Regions from separate parts of the Oryctolagus cuniculus genome. Here all the other regions are linked to region 1. A link is a contact called in public Micro-C data. All regions are on one chromosome and are shown on one strand. Each heading gives the region's core, a stretch centred on a gene start, on an enhancer-like site or on the middle of the called end of the contact. The rest is flanking DNA. Distances are from core to core; before and after follow the strand shown. Region 1 holds the start of TUT1 (terminal uridylyl transferase 1, U6 snRNA-specific). Region 2 holds the start of TMEM179B (transmembrane protein 179B). Region 3 holds the start of WDR74 (WD repeat domain 74).

Region 1 (4,614 bases), core at 1,814-4,313:
CTGTGAGTTGGCAGACCGGTGGGCCACGCTGAGGTGGGTGGGCTTTTGTCTCTGAGAGGGTCCCCTGCCTCACTGTGCCACCCCACCCTTTTTCAGATGGCGGGGGCAGGGGTACCCTTCTCTGCCAATGGAAGGCCTCTGGCTTCAGGGATTCGCTCAAGCTCACAGCCAGCAGCCAAGCGTCAGAAACTAAACCCCGCGGATGCCCCCAATCCTGTGGTGTTTGTGGCCACGAAAGATACCAGGTAGGTATTCACTGTGGGAGGAGCTGCGAGGGGACAGTCCAGGATGCTGGAAGTGGGAACCAGAGCCATCTGAGCCACACCGGCTCCATGAAGATGGTGGGAGCAGGGTGGGGATGCCAGAGAGGGATGGGCCGGGAGGCAGCACTGCAGTGTGGAAGGTGGGCTTTTCACCTGGCAGTCTTACACCCTTTCTGTTCTCTTTCTCTGGCCAGAGCTTTGAGGAAGGCTCTGACTCACTTGGAAATGCGGCGAGCTGCCCGCAGGCCCAACTTGCCCCTGAAGGTGAAGCCAACGCTGATTGCAGTTCGGCCTCCTGTTTCTCTACCTGCACCCTCACATCCTGCCAGCACCAATGAGCCCATTGTTCTGGAGGACTGAGCGTCTGTGGGAAAGGGAGGTGGGCTGAGAGGTAGAGGGGGTGCCCAGGGCACCCAAACCTCCCTCCTTTAGAATCAAAAGGAGTGAGGAGGGAGGGAGGGAGGGAGGAGGGGATGGAAGGAGCAAGTGAGTGTGTGTCCCCGAGGGGTTGAGCGCCCTCTGGTGTTAGCACCTCATGACTTGTCCCCTTCCGGTGCTTCTCCATGCTTGGTGATGGAGGGCCCACGCAGGGACTTGGCCCATGTGGGATCCTAGCCTGTTTTGGGGGATAGGACCCACAGTTGTCTTGGACAGGTTTGGGGGGAGGGTTTTTTAATTTTTTAAAAATTTTGCCTCCCTTTGTGAAAGGGATGGGGGAGGGGAAGAGTAAACATGTATCAGGTGGTGATACCTGGTTGCGGGAGGGGGGCGTGCACTGCCATGTCTATCTTTTTTTTTTTTTTTTCCTAATTGGGGGTTTCTCTTCCTGTCCGGTGTCCGGACTTTCCTAATTGGAGTTTGAAGCCCCAAAGCTGGCATCAACCTCAGCCCATGCTTGCTCTTTCCTTCCCCCCTCCCCCCTCCGCCTTTTGTATGCCAATTCTCAGAAATAAAGATCTTTTGTCCATTTTTTTAACCTTGGATTCTGTAATTGGTTCTTATAGTAACAAATAAAAAGCTGTTTTCTTCAGCTCTTCCTGGCTCAGCTGTTCTCTGCCATGGGTGGGTGTGTGTGTGTTGGTGGGTATCTTTGAGAAGGAAAATAAAGGACAATTAATGAGATACAGATGGTGTTTGCCCTGGGACCAGCTATATGAGATACCCAGCCTGGACTGAGGTAGCCTCTTCTGGCTACCCTTCTTGTGGGGACCAGACTGCACCCCAGCTCCCAGTGGGCTGGAACCCAAGCACCATCTTGGCCCAGATCCACTCAAAACAGTTGGGAAGAGCTGGCTTTCTGGGTGGCTGGTGGCCTCCATAGGAGGGGGCACAAGGGTGCTTCTCCCTCTACTTCTGAATTCTTACTCCCCTCATCCTTAGGAGTTGCCCCCAGCCAGGGTAAGCTGTGGGGGGTGGTTAGCAGAATCCTATCCTTTCTGTGTGGTCTATTTGCATAGCTGCTGTTTCCAGATCCTCAAGTCCAGCCTCCCCAGCTGCTTGGGTGTCAGGGTCCACTGTCGTGGTGTTTCCTGTCCTTTTATGGTTTGGAAGACAGACACCTGGGGCCCAACAGCAGCAACACCTTAGGAGAGAGAACAAGAAGTTGCGCCTACTATGTGCTCCTTGGACACTTCCCTTAGAGATGCAGAACAGCCTCAGTAGTTGGGACTTGCTCAGGGTCACTACTTTTTACGGATGCAGAGCTGCAGGCTGTTAAGCACAGCACAAGCTGCTTAGCTCTTTTTTTTTTATTTTTTTATTTTTTTAAGATTTATTTTATTTACTTGAAAGGCAGAGTTTCAGAGAGGGAGAGCGAGTGATCTTCCTTCTGCTGGTTCACTCCCTAATTGGCTGCAATGACAGGGCCTGTTCCAGGCTGAAGCCAGGAGCCTGGAGATTCCCCCGGGTCTCCCACGTGGGTGCAGGAGTCCAAGCACTTGGACCATCCTCTGCTGCTTTCCCAGGCACATTAGCAGGGAGCTGCCCATATGGGATGTTGGCGCTGCCGCTAGGCCACAGCACCGGCCCCTGCTTAGCCCATCTGGTAGTCCTCTCCACCTCGTGGTCCCTGTCCTTAGGGCGTCCGCAGCTCCCTCCTTCCCTGGCTGTCTTGGGCTTACACCTCCTGGTGCTGAGTGGACCGACCCCTGTTCTGTTCAGGGGTCTTTTGTCCTCCAGCGTCCTTACTCAGCTGCCGCCCTAGTCGGTTCTGTCCCACTTCCGAAGTGGGCTCTGACGCCTCCTGAGCACCCTGCACACAGCCCACTAACGGCGCAAGGAGCAAGCCCGGCTCGCTGGGACCGCAGCGATCTGGCCGTCGGTTCGCGGAGTCCGGAAAGTGTCCAGTGCGGGCGGAGCCCCTCAACCGGGGCTAGAAAGCAGTCGTGGGACCTTCGTTTTGCGGGAGGAGCCGGGGTGGAGGGAGAGAAGAAAGGCCCTGAAGGGGCTGGCAGTCTTGGGACAGCCCTGGAGTCAGCGGAGGTAAAGACGGGACTGAGGGGACAGCTGCGGGAGTCTCTGCTACTGCCCGGTGGAGAAGCGCGCGGCGCAGCCGGCCCGCGACCACTGGCCAAGAGGCGACTGGCCGCCGGTCGGGGAGCCAGCCTGACGCAAGCCGCCGCCTACCTTTGTGGCTGCTGTTTTGAATATTCACGATCCTTTGGGCCAATCAACGCCTGAGTAGCTCGGAGCTCGCCAATCGGCTTACCGCCTGCCGATGAGCGTCGTCGCCGGGCGGCTTTTTCCCCACCCCGGACTGGAAACGGAACCAGGAGTGGAAGGAGCTCGGTTTCCGGGGGAGTGTGCTCCTCGCGATTGACCGTCACTTCCCATCCGGTTGGCGGAAGTGGCTTGCGAGCGCGCTGGGAACCGGCGAAGCGGATCCGGCGGTGGCGGAGGCGGATCCGGCGGTGTTCCGTCGGCGCCGGAGGGTCGCGATGGCGGCGGTGGATTCGGATGTCGAATCGCTGCCGCGCGGGGGTTTCCGCTGCTGCCTCTGCCACATTACTACAGCCAACCGTAAGCGGTGGCTAGTGAGGGTGGTGGTGGTGGTGGTGGTGGGCTTCTGCCTGTGGATCCTAGCCAAAGTTAGGGTAGTGTAGACCATAGTTCCTCTGCAGTCAGCGGTAGGGTCGCTCACCCCCTTTTTCACTCTGCACGTCCGAGAGAATTAGAGAGCCGGGGACGGCTCCACCACGCTACACCCTTCTTTCCCAGTATAGGAAATCGCGCCGAAAGTTTCCCCGAACGTCTGCCCTGTGCCTGGTACTCTGCTGGGCTCTAAGGGGTGGGTGAGTGGGGAGAGGTGGTTCACTACCCAGAGATGGACGAGCTCAGTGCTCCGCAGGTATGTTTGGAGAGCTGCGGGGTCACAGACAGGGCGGTGATTGAGTCTGGGAAGCCCTAGAGGGGACCCACCCAACGGCGGGATGGGCGAACCAGCATGGCACGAATAACTGGAGAAGAGGTACCGGTGGGGAAGAGGCAGGAGGTGGGGTTGGCAAGGTAGACAGCGTCCTTGTATGATGGCGCAAGGGGCGCCGGGAGACCTCAAATTGTACCTGAAGTATGAGTCAGAGCTAACCTAAACAAGGTCTTCATTTTCTTTGTGAATGGTACTACCACTGTTTGTCCAGTAAGGCAAGGTAGAAACCCAGGTCTTCTCTGGCCCCACCTGGTTCGGTGACAGCAAGCAGCTGATTCATAATAAACATAGCAGCTTATTCCCCCACATTTACCATGTACCAGACTCTGCCAAGCACTGCATATGAATAACACCCGTGTAGTAGGTACTATTATTGTCTCCATTTTACATCTTGGGAAACTGATGAGCAAGGCATTAACGCCTCAGCTTGACAGCTTGGATTTGAACTTGAGCCGTGTGATTTCAGATCCTGCACTTGCAATCACTGTAACATGCCCAGAGACAATCCAGGAGGATCCTTCAGCCATTAGTTCTTCTAAATAGGGCCTGAAGGAGTTACCTGTCAATTTTTATTTATTTATTTTTTCCCTTTTGCTGGTGTTGCTTTACCTTGGCATATATATGGTTTAAGAACTAGTGATAATGTATCTGGTTCCCTTGGAAACCATTTAAAGGATGCATGATACAGACAAATGGACAAGAGAGAACTGTGAAAGCAGCTGGGGCTTTGTTATTCACAGGCCACACTGTGGCTTGGAAAGATGGTAGGATTTACACAGGCAGAGAGCAAAGGCAGGAGGGCAGGTGCTGATAGTGAATCGTATGTGTGTGTCTCTCACTTGTCTTGCAGGACCCAGCTTAGAAGCCCATTTGGGAGGCCGGAAGCACCGGCACCTGGTAGAACTACGAGCTGCCAGAAAGGCCCAG
Region 2 (4,622 bases), core at 1,797-4,296, 160 kb before region 1:
GGGCTGGAGGCGGGCTTACGGCAGGAAGTCCCGCCCCGGAAGTGGGCCGGCACAGACCATGGCGGCGCCCTGCTCGCGGTGTGTCTTTGGGCTTCTCCGTGCGCAGCCGCCTGTGTTCCTGCATCGGTCCCTGTACAGTGCGACCCCACCGCGGGACGTGCTCCTCTTCCAGCATGAACGGGGCCGCTTCTTCACTATCCTCGGGCTGTTCTGTGCGGGCCAGGGCGTCTTCTGGGCTTCCCTGAGCGTGGCCGTCTTTTCCCGACCCCCAGTCCCAGCGCAGCCTCGGGATGCAGCTCCTAGCCGCTGGGACCTGCGTTCCGCCCTCTGGCGGTATGGGCTCGCCGTCGGCTGTGGCGCCATCGGTAAGTCTGGCTTCCCACCACGTTGCACGACCCTCTCTGCTCAGCAGGGAACTCAGCCTTCCCGGATGGGCTGGAGAGGCAGAGGTCTCCCCTAGAGCACCCTCTGCACCCATCTCCCTTCTAAAACGGGGATGGACGTCTACTCAGGTGTTGACAGAATAACTAAGCCGAGGTCCGTGAACGTCATCACAATGCTTTTATTCAGGAGGCACCGGAAGGACTGGTGCTCGGCCTTCCAGTGAAAACCGCTCACCCCAGTCTTTGCTGTTCCCACAGGAACCCTGGTGCTTGCTGCCGGTCTTCTTTTCTCTCTCCGGTCTGTGCGTTCAGTGATGCTTCGGGCTGGAGGGCAGCAGGTGACACTCACCACTCATGCCCCCTTTGGCTGGGGGGCCCACATCACTGTCCCCTTGAACCAGGTCTCCTGCATGGCCCACCGGGGTGAAGTCCCTGCTGTGTTACCTCTGAAGGTCAAAGGCAGGCGCTTCTACTTCCTCCTGGACAAGGCTGGACACTTCCCCAACACTCAGCTCTTTGACAACACTGTGGGTGCCTACCGGAGCTTGTAAAGAAACTTTAGGTCACTCACCCCTCCCAGAGGGGAATAAAAAGAAATCTTTGAGATGGAGTGACACCAGGTGTGTGCAAATGTGCCCAAGATTCACTGACAGCAAACAAAGGGGAGGAGTCATCCAAAGACAACTCCCTGGTCCCTGTTTCAAGCCTCCCTCCCAGCTACTTGCTTAACATCAAGAATTTTATACCAGATGAAGAAAGTCATATAATATTTTGGTACAAAAACAGCTGTAAGAACGTGGTTGGGGAGGGGCAGTCTGTAGGCTCCCGATATAAATAGGACCACGCAAGGGGCAAGAGGATTGCAGGCACTTGGGCACGGCGTCTTTGGCTGTAGGAGGTGTTCTTCAGTTACTCTTCAGGAATGGAAAGGGCGTGGCCCAACCAGAGCATCTGTCTCAGTGCTCCACTCAGGGTCACCCCTTTCCAGAGGCCGGTATGGGGCGGCTTCAGACTTGCACTGCACGACCTGGAGCACCAAGACCACACACCACAAGACCAGATTCACCCAGGAAGACGTCTGTGGGAGACAGGAGAGGATGAGCAGTCGCTGCAGATCCAGCCTTTCCCACCCACATACCACCCTTAGCTGTTCAGTGTCACACTGACAGCTCCTCAGCTCTCTTCAGGTGCTCACTGGTAGGCCAAGCTACTCATAGTATGCTGAGTGCAAACACCCTTGCAGCTACAGTACTCGTATGAGTATCTGGGCATGTCCGTGAGTCTCACTTCAGCGTTGTGTAGGTTGGAGTAAAACTGCAGAGCGGTTCCAGGGGGTGTCCACGGGATTTTCTGGGCTCCAGAGCAGCTGTGAGAAAAGGATGAACGCTAAGCACAGCTGTGCCCAGGTGCCCTAGGATTAGCGACTGATGAGGGAAGGTAGCCCCGGCCAGACATCCCGCCCTTGCCCGTTACCTAATTGTTTTGTTCAGGGAGCTGATGGAGTTGCAGAGAGAGTTGGTGCCAAAGCGAAGGACACAGGCAGACACTAAGATGAGGAAGACGGCAACAGCTGAGACGGCCAGTGCAACGCGGAGCCCTAGAGGACCCCTATCCGAGAGAGAACAGGCTTGTAGTGAGCAGGAACTCGCCCCCACCGTAGCCCCTGGCCCTCAAGGTGGGACAGTCACCTGCTGGAGTCCTCGATGCAGCTGCTGTAGACCCAGAAGAGCAGGAGCAGGAGGCAGTAGAGAGCCAGGAGGCCCGAGGCCCCAGCCACAAAGTAGCAGAGGGATGGGGCTGAGGGGCGGGCTAGGGCCAGGGAGGAGCCATTCAGGGCGGCCACACCGTACAGGGGACACCTGCCACTGAAGGAGCCCTGCGGAGAGAAGCTGCTTAGGGTGAGGTTAGGCCAGGGCCCCTCGAGGAAGTCACCTGTGCTGTGTGGGTTCCTGTTCCTGGGGCGGGGAGGCTGAGGAGCCCTGCCTGCCCTGGCTGGCCAACAGGATCGGGAAACGGGCGGTGCCTGCGGAGCACTATGGGCTGCAGATCCCGGTTTCCCTTCTGTGAAGGAATCCTAGTGCACCCATCTCCGGTGCTGTCTCTGGTCAGTAAACAGGCACACTGGTGCCCACCTTCTAGGGGTTAAGTTCGCCCGCGTTATCGCTCGCTTCTGCTGCTGCCTCCGTTCCACATCCCCACTTCGTCACAGTGATGCAATCGTGGCTGTTTCTTCATCTCCGCTACACTACGCTTTACTTCTCGGCAGAGCCCACACAACACAAACAGCTCGCGCGGGGCCTGAGCAGAGTGGCGCAGCGGGAGCCACTAGGCCCCATCCGGTCCAGTAATGCGCTCCCGCGGTTCAGGGAGCGACTCCGAGGCAGGACCCAGCCGGCGGACGTCGCAGGCCAGCGCGCACCGGGCCGCCAAGCCCCCGAGCCTTCCCGTCCCAACGCCAACGCGGGTCCCATCCCGCAACCGCACCTGGGTCCGGGTTAGCGCCGCGGCCGCCACCGCCCCGCACAGGAAGGCGGCAGCGAAGAGCACGAGCTCGACGCGCTGCAGACACCGCAGCGCCATGGCGCCCCAGCCACCAGCGAGCGCCGCCGCGGGAACCAACCGCCCAAGCCCCGCCCCATCCGGCGCGACCCACGAGCGCGGAGACGTCACTTCCGGGCGCGGGCTTTATTCACCCGATCGGGGGCGGCTCCCCTCAGAGGGGCAGGTACAGCGAGTAGTCCGACAGCGCCCAGCGGCGGGCCGGCCGGCCGGTGCGGCCGATCATGGGCAGCTTCTGCACGTAGCGGGAGGCCGGGCTGGGCCCGTACGGCGCGGGAAAGGCAGTCTGGAAGAGGCGCCCCCGGCAGCGCCTCCCGGCCTGCCGCCCGGCGATGATGAACCGAAAGTGCGGGGCGCCGCGCGGGGCGAAACGGCTCTTCTGGAAGACGTCGCGGGTGCCCGCGCCGGGGCCCTGCTGCCGGGGCGCCCCTCGCGCCCGGTGCACGCGCGGCAGCGGCCTGTTCTCGGAGGCGGCGGGCGCCGGGGCCGACGGAGCGCCGCCTCCGCCGCCCCGGGGGCTCTCGTCGCCCTGGGGGCTAACCACGGCGCTGGCGGTCAGCTGCGGCATCTTCCGCACAGAGTCCGGGGCGGCCGCTGGCTCCTTCTTGTCCCCGGGCGGCCGCGGGGCCGTGGGCGCGGGCTGGCCGGTGCCGAAGCGAGTGGCCAAGCTGTCACCGAAGAAGGCGTAGAGCTCCCGGTAGATGTCGGCCAGGGTCACCGAAGGAGAAGGGTCGTCCGGCCCCGCGCCCCCTGGCGGCAGCGAGAGGCCAGACCCGAAGCCTGGCTCCGCACCAGCGCCGGAGGGAGAGCCCTGCAGGAGCAGGCTGTCCCAGGGCAGGTCGTCCGGGCGCCGGCCGCCCCTGCCGCTGGGGCCGCCCCTGCCGCCGGAGCCGCCCCTGCTGGGCTCCGCCGCCTGGGCCTTCATCTTCAGCAGCCGCTCTACAGCCACCTGAAAGAGCAGGGGACTAAGACAAGAACTAGGCCGCCTGGGCCCCATCACGTACTCCGAAGCGAGTCCGCTGGGCTTTGCAGGGAAGGCAGCTGGGACAGCCTGGCACTCACCAGAATGGCTCCGTAGACTTTGTGCCCATCTGCTTTGACCTGAGCGTTGGACACCGAATAATCGTCCAGCACAGCCTGCAGGTTTGTCCAGTAAGTGGACAGGTGTGGGTACAGCACTCGCTCCACTGCCTGGAAGGGGAAGGAGGAATGCAGTAAGCACCTCTCCGTGGCTTACTGCCTCTCAAGTACCCTTTCCCATTGAAAGGCCTGCTTTAACCTCTGATCTAGACAGGGCGCAGCCGTCCTACTAGATTCCTTTATTGGTATGTGCAGCCATTTTTTTTGGAACCTACTTTTCCTAAGACTAAGCACTGGAGGTAGAGATATGATATAAAGACAATATAAAAGGACCCCACTATCATTGCCTTGTGTGCCAAGGGCTAAGAACACATAAGTATACCCACTGCTAACACCATAAATCCATAGTTTGCAAACTGCTACTCAGATCAATCAGTAAGCAAGAACATCCCTCAAAAGTAAACAGGGTGTGTGTGTGGGAGGGTGTGTGTGTGGGAGGGGGTGTTGTCACGCAGTGGGTTGAGCCGCCACTGGGACACCAGCATCCCACACTGGACTAGTTCCTCTGCTTCCAGACGCTGGTGGACTACTGCCAGTTCC
Region 3 (4,699 bases), core at 2,128-4,627, 210 kb before region 1:
GAACCAACGGCAAAGGAAGACCTTTCTCTCCTCTGTCTCTCTCTCTCTCTCACTGTCCACTCTGCCTGTCAAAAAATAAAAAAAAATAAAAATAAAAAATAAAAATAAAAAATAAAAATAAAAAATAAAGTCCCATCTGCCAGGGAGCCTTGCAGAACCTGGTAAAGGTTGGAATTGAAAGAAACTGAATTTTGCCTTTGTCCTTGTATTAATTTCTTTAGAACATTTTTTTTTTCTTTTGGAGAGGGAGGGGGAGAGAGCAAGCAAGCGAGCCTGTCTGCATCAAAGCCACAATGTGGCCCAAGTTCACCAGGCAAGGATGAGAGGTTATGAGGGGCCAGGTTCTCACGATAGGACTGCAACTGCAAAGTGTCTGATAATCTACACTTTCAGGTTGCTGGTGTCAAGAAGTATAAGTTTGCACACCAGGCAGGTGCTGGGGACCAGCGGGTTAGGCATCCTCTTAGGAGCCAGCCTCCTATGTTGGAGTGTCTGGTTCAGTCCCAGCTTCCCAGCGTGCGTCCTGGAAGGCAGCCAGTGATGGATGATGGCTCAAGTACTTGGGTCCCTGCCAGTCACGCGGGAGACTTGGATTGAGTTCTGGGCTCCTGGCTTCTGTCTGACAAATCCTGGCCATGCCAAGCTTTTGGGAAGTGAACTCGCAGATGGGGCTCTACACGACAGGATCTCCATTTCCAAGCGAGGCTGAGCTCCACATGTATATGAATTCAGTTTCCAAGGGAACAGGGCCTGAAGTCCTTTCTGAGCCCCGGCGGGCTTGATATTAACCCTCTGCAAACAACTAAGCTTTGCTTTTGAGTGATTTTTTGAAAACTGCTTCAATGAAGTGTACCTACGCTTGCATCCCTCATCCAAGCCCAGCGCTGAGTTAGGGGGCTCCAGGGTCGGGGACGTCGCGGCTGGGCCCTCCCCTCCTGTCTGGCACCTCTGGTCTGGCCTCTAAGAACTCGGGACCTCTCTCGCTTTGTGACCTGCACGGCAGCCAGGGGCGGGGTCGGGGCGGGAGCTCCAGGTCGGCGGCGGGTGCCCTGGGAAGAGACGGGTCCGGCACAAGGCGCAGCTCCCCAGGCAGCTCTGGGCCGGCGGAGGCGGACGCCTTGCCCCGGGGTCCTCAGTTCTGACAACCCCCTGAGAGCCCGTGCTCCAACCCCCACTCAGCAGAGCCCAAGAGCCCAAGAAACAAGGCCCAGGTCACCAAGTCAGGAAGTGGCGAGCGGGGATCCCAGCCCGTGCTCCGGTGCGGAGCTTACAGATCCCGGGAGAGGGGCCGCGCCATAGGGCGCGCCGCCGGGCGCCCCTGGGGAGACCAACGCCACCATCTGGGAGAAAAAGGCTACATGCGCGCAATGAAGTCGCGACTGGCATGACGACCAATCCCGAGAATGTAAAAACGCGGAGGGGGCGGGGATATGCAAAATAATCTGAGCAGCAAACCCGCTGGCGAAGCGATAAAGGACTTTATTTAATGTCTTTTTTCAAACATATCGTTCCTGTTATGAGTCAAAAGTAATGAAAATTTTATTTTAAGAGACTCCGTAGCAAAATATAATTTAATCTTTTCGCTACGAAAATCATCACAACTGAATTAGTTGCAGGAAAGGTAGGGCTGCCTAGCAATCGGTTACCACAGTATCGCTTCTCGGCCTTTTGGCTAAGATCAAGTGTAGTATCTGTTCTTATCAGTTTAATATCTGATACGTCCTCTATCCGAGGACAATATATTAAATGGATTTTTGGGACTAGGAGATGGAATAGGAGCTTGCTCCGTCCACTCCACGCATCGGCCTGGTATTGCAGTACTTCCAGGAGCGGTGCACCCCCTTTGGGGGAACAATATTGGTGAAATATTAGACCTAGAGCTTCTGCGATTTCTAGTATTTTCTGGATTTTGAAGTGAATGCCGTGTTTTGGCACTCGGGTGCACCGCTCTGACACATCCCGAAACACAGTAGTGCAGTCTTCTTCGCTAATGAGTCGCGGATACCAGTGTTAGGTGCCAAAGTACTTGGGCCCTTGCCAACCCCGTGGGAGAGCACCAAGAAGCTGCTGGCTCCTATTTAATTATTTCTTACATATTTATCATTTATTCGAAAGTCAGAGTTACAGAGAGAGGACAGGCAGGGAGAGAGAGGTCTTCTATCCGCTGGGTCACTCCCCAGTTGGCTGTGATGGCCAGAGCTGCGCCGAAGCGAAGCCTGGATCTTCTTCCGGGTCTCCCATGCGGGTGCAGAGGCCCAAGCAATTGGTCCACCTTCTACTGCTTTCCCAGGCCATAGCAGAGAGCTGGATCGAAAGTGGAGCACCCGGGTCTCGAACCAGCGCCCAGAGCACCGGCCCCTCCTATTTAATTCTAGGTCGGCCCAGCCTTGGAGCCATTTGGGGAGTGAGACAGCGGACCACAGATGGCTTTCTCTTATGTAATTCTTTCAAATAAGTAATCTCTCTCTCTCTCTTTTTTTTTTTTTTGACAGGCAGAGTGGACAGTGAGAGAGAGACAGAGAGGAAGGTCTTCCTTTGCCGTTGGTTCACCCTCCAATGGCCGCCGCGGCCGGCACACTGCGCTGATCCGAAGGCAGGAGCCAGGTACTTTTTTAAACATTTGAGAAACAGAGACCTTCCATCTGCTGGCTCACTCCTCAGTAGCCCAACGACCGAGGCTGGACCAGGCCGAAACCAGGAGCTCCTCCCGGTCTCCCAGGTTGGTGCAGCGTCCCAGGCACTCGGACCAGCCTCCGCTGCCTGCTGGGCGCATCAGCAGGGACCTGGGCCTCCGAGCGGGGCCCATTCGGGATGCGGGCCTGGCGCACTGCAGGCCGTGGCTTTTACTCGCTGAGCGCTGGAGTCGGACTGGAAGCTAAGCTTGCTTCTCAAGCATGGGATGCCTCACCCAAACAGCAAAGTTGGGGGTAACCGATTTCAGAGCCACGTTTAAGCGTCGTCCCTCGAGGGAGCCGCTCGGTCGCTAAGGACGTACTGCAGTGTATCCTGGGGGGAATCTGCTTCTGTTCCAAATTTGAGCTGATTTTTAGCATTACGGAGCCTGGATGAGAGGAACTAACTCCACTGTGCGACAGAGCTGTCTCAGGGCCCTCGGCTTCACTTTTCCCGCCTTTTTTGTTTTGTTTACGCTCATAAATGAAGCCACTTACGCACCTTAATGATTTCAATGGTTTCTGCGGTGGCTCTTGTCTAACAGAACGGAACACGTAGTATTAGTTGACGGGGCACGGAGTTGGGCTTGGGCTGGCTGCCCCCGGCATCGCCATCAGTGACGATGCGTTCCACTACAAGTGCAAAAAGTCCAAATTCCTCTCCCGATTTCCATACACCTCCTGCTTCCGGAAGCGCTTTAAGCTGCCGGCCACCGCAGGAAGACGGATGACACCGGGCGCGCTCTGGTGACGCAAGCACCGCGCCGGAAGTGCGACCCGACAGCTTCCCGGCTCTGTCATGGCGGCTGCGGTGGCTCGTTGGAACCATGTGTGGGTCGGCACCGAGACTGGGATCCTGAAAGGTGGGTGTTGGGGTCGGGGGTCGCGGACTGCGGGTGTCGCCTGCTCGTGCGACTGACGTCCTCGTCCCGCAGGGGTGAACCTTCAGCGAAAACAGGCGACGAACTTCACGGCCGCGGGACAGCCGCGGCGCGAGGAGGCAGTGAGCGTCCTGTGCTGGGGCGCGGGCGGCGAGACCCAAGTGAGTCGCCGCGGGCCGGACTGGAGCCTGGGGAGCCGAGGTGCAGCAGCCTCGCCCTCCTTGACTCCCCGCCCTCCTCTGCACACAGATCCTGGTGGGGTGCGCGGACGGGACGGTGAAGCGCTTCGGTACCGAGGAAGGAGTATTCCAGGGACAGAGGCACTGCCCCGGCGGGGAGGGCGCGTTCCGGGGCCTCGCCCGGGCCGACGAGTAAGACCAGTCTTCTTGCTGAAACTCAGGTCCTGGGGGGCGTGTTGAGGCTGCCTGGGGGACGGCGGACGAGAGCCTGGGGTGGGTAACGGGCTGGATTCCTCCTTCGTTCAGTTCCTGTAACTGTATACGTCTACTGAACACCTGCTAAGTTTCAGGCACTGGGCAGGATGCAAGGACTGCAGGTGACGTTTCTGCCTCCTAAGTTCGCATCCTCCAGGATTTTCCTTCGGGCTCCATTATAACCTCGCGGACAGACCTTTAGTCATTTCGAGCATGCTTTTAGTGGGCACTGACAACCACCAAGGCGGTGAGGAGCCCAAAGGAAAGGAAACGAAGGTGCTGGTGACTGGGTTACTGACCCATCTCTTCTCCAAAAGGTGATGAAAGCAAGCCGTGCATGGACAGGCTGCGTAGATTTGGTGGGGTTAATGCTGACAGGGAGGTCTGCAAGGGCTACGCGGGGGACAGGATTTTGAGCTACATCTTGAAGAATAGGTACAGTTTTGCAAGTTCACAAAGGGTGGAGGGCATTCTAGAGGAAGGGTACTGCCTGGGCCGAGCCCGAGGACTGGTGGCAGGCTGCAGGATCCATACATGAGATAAATGTCATTAGGAGGTTGAAAGTTAAAGAAGCAGTTTATTTTACTTAGCTTTTGATGGTTTATTACTTGAAAGGTAGAGTTACATGGAGACATAGAAATCTTCCCTCAGTTGGTTTACTCCCCTAGTAGCCATGAGGGCCCAGACCTCCTTCCAGGTCTTCCTGGGTGAC

What was found. Hi-C and Micro-C count contacts between places; a contact is called where the count stands out from the background.
Region 2: a Micro-C map of ear pinna shows a contact between it and region 1, with 2.8 times the contacts expected there. The contact joins the promoter of TMEM179B here to the promoter of TUT1 in region 1. A contact is called at or near these places in 2 of 6 Hi-C or Micro-C datasets (ear pinna and an unstated tissue).
Region 3: a Micro-C map of ear pinna shows a contact between it and region 1, with 3 times the contacts expected there. The contact joins the promoter of WDR74 here to the promoter of TUT1 in region 1. A contact is called at or near these places in 3 of 6 Hi-C or Micro-C datasets (ear pinna, psoas muscle and an unstated tissue).

The regions. Positions count from the first base shown.
Region 1 is chr1:8,961,953-8,966,566 of mOryCun1.1, forward strand. It overlaps TUT1 (terminal uridylyl transferase 1, U6 snRNA-specific), which reads left to right and starts at 3,064. Exons shown (of 9, transcript XM_008274375.4): 1 at 3,064-3,281; 2 at 4,538-4,614. The coding sequence starts at 3,200. MTA2 (metastasis associated 1 family member 2) reads left to right here. Exons shown (of 18, transcript XM_002721010.5): 16 at 1-2; 17 at 97-245; 18 at 458-1,293. The coding sequence ends at 623.
Region 2 is chr1:8,800,683-8,805,304 of mOryCun1.1, forward strand. TMEM179B (transmembrane protein 179B) reads right to left here and starts at 3,047. Exons shown (of 6, transcript XR_011386822.1): 1 at 2,868-3,047; 2 at 2,072-2,259; 3 at 1,857-1,991; 4 at 1,579-1,749; 5 at 828-1,461; 6 at 539-707. It overlaps TAF6L (TATA-box binding protein associated factor 6 like), which reads right to left. Exons shown (of 12, transcript XM_008274360.4): 11 at 4,005-4,133; 12 at 3,054-3,891. The coding sequence ends at 3,097. It overlaps TMEM223 (transmembrane protein 223), which reads left to right. Exons shown (of 2, transcript XM_002721040.5): 1 at 1-365; 2 at 642-999. The coding sequence starts at 59. The coding sequence ends at 934.
Region 3 is chr1:8,749,754-8,754,452 of mOryCun1.1, forward strand. It overlaps WDR74 (WD repeat domain 74), which reads left to right and starts at 3,378. Exons shown (of 11, transcript XM_051833192.2): 1 at 3,378-3,535; 2 at 3,608-3,714; 3 at 3,803-3,924. The coding sequence starts at 3,472. LOC127487489 (U2 spliceosomal RNA) reads left to right here and starts at 1,653; the gene lies at 1,653-1,843.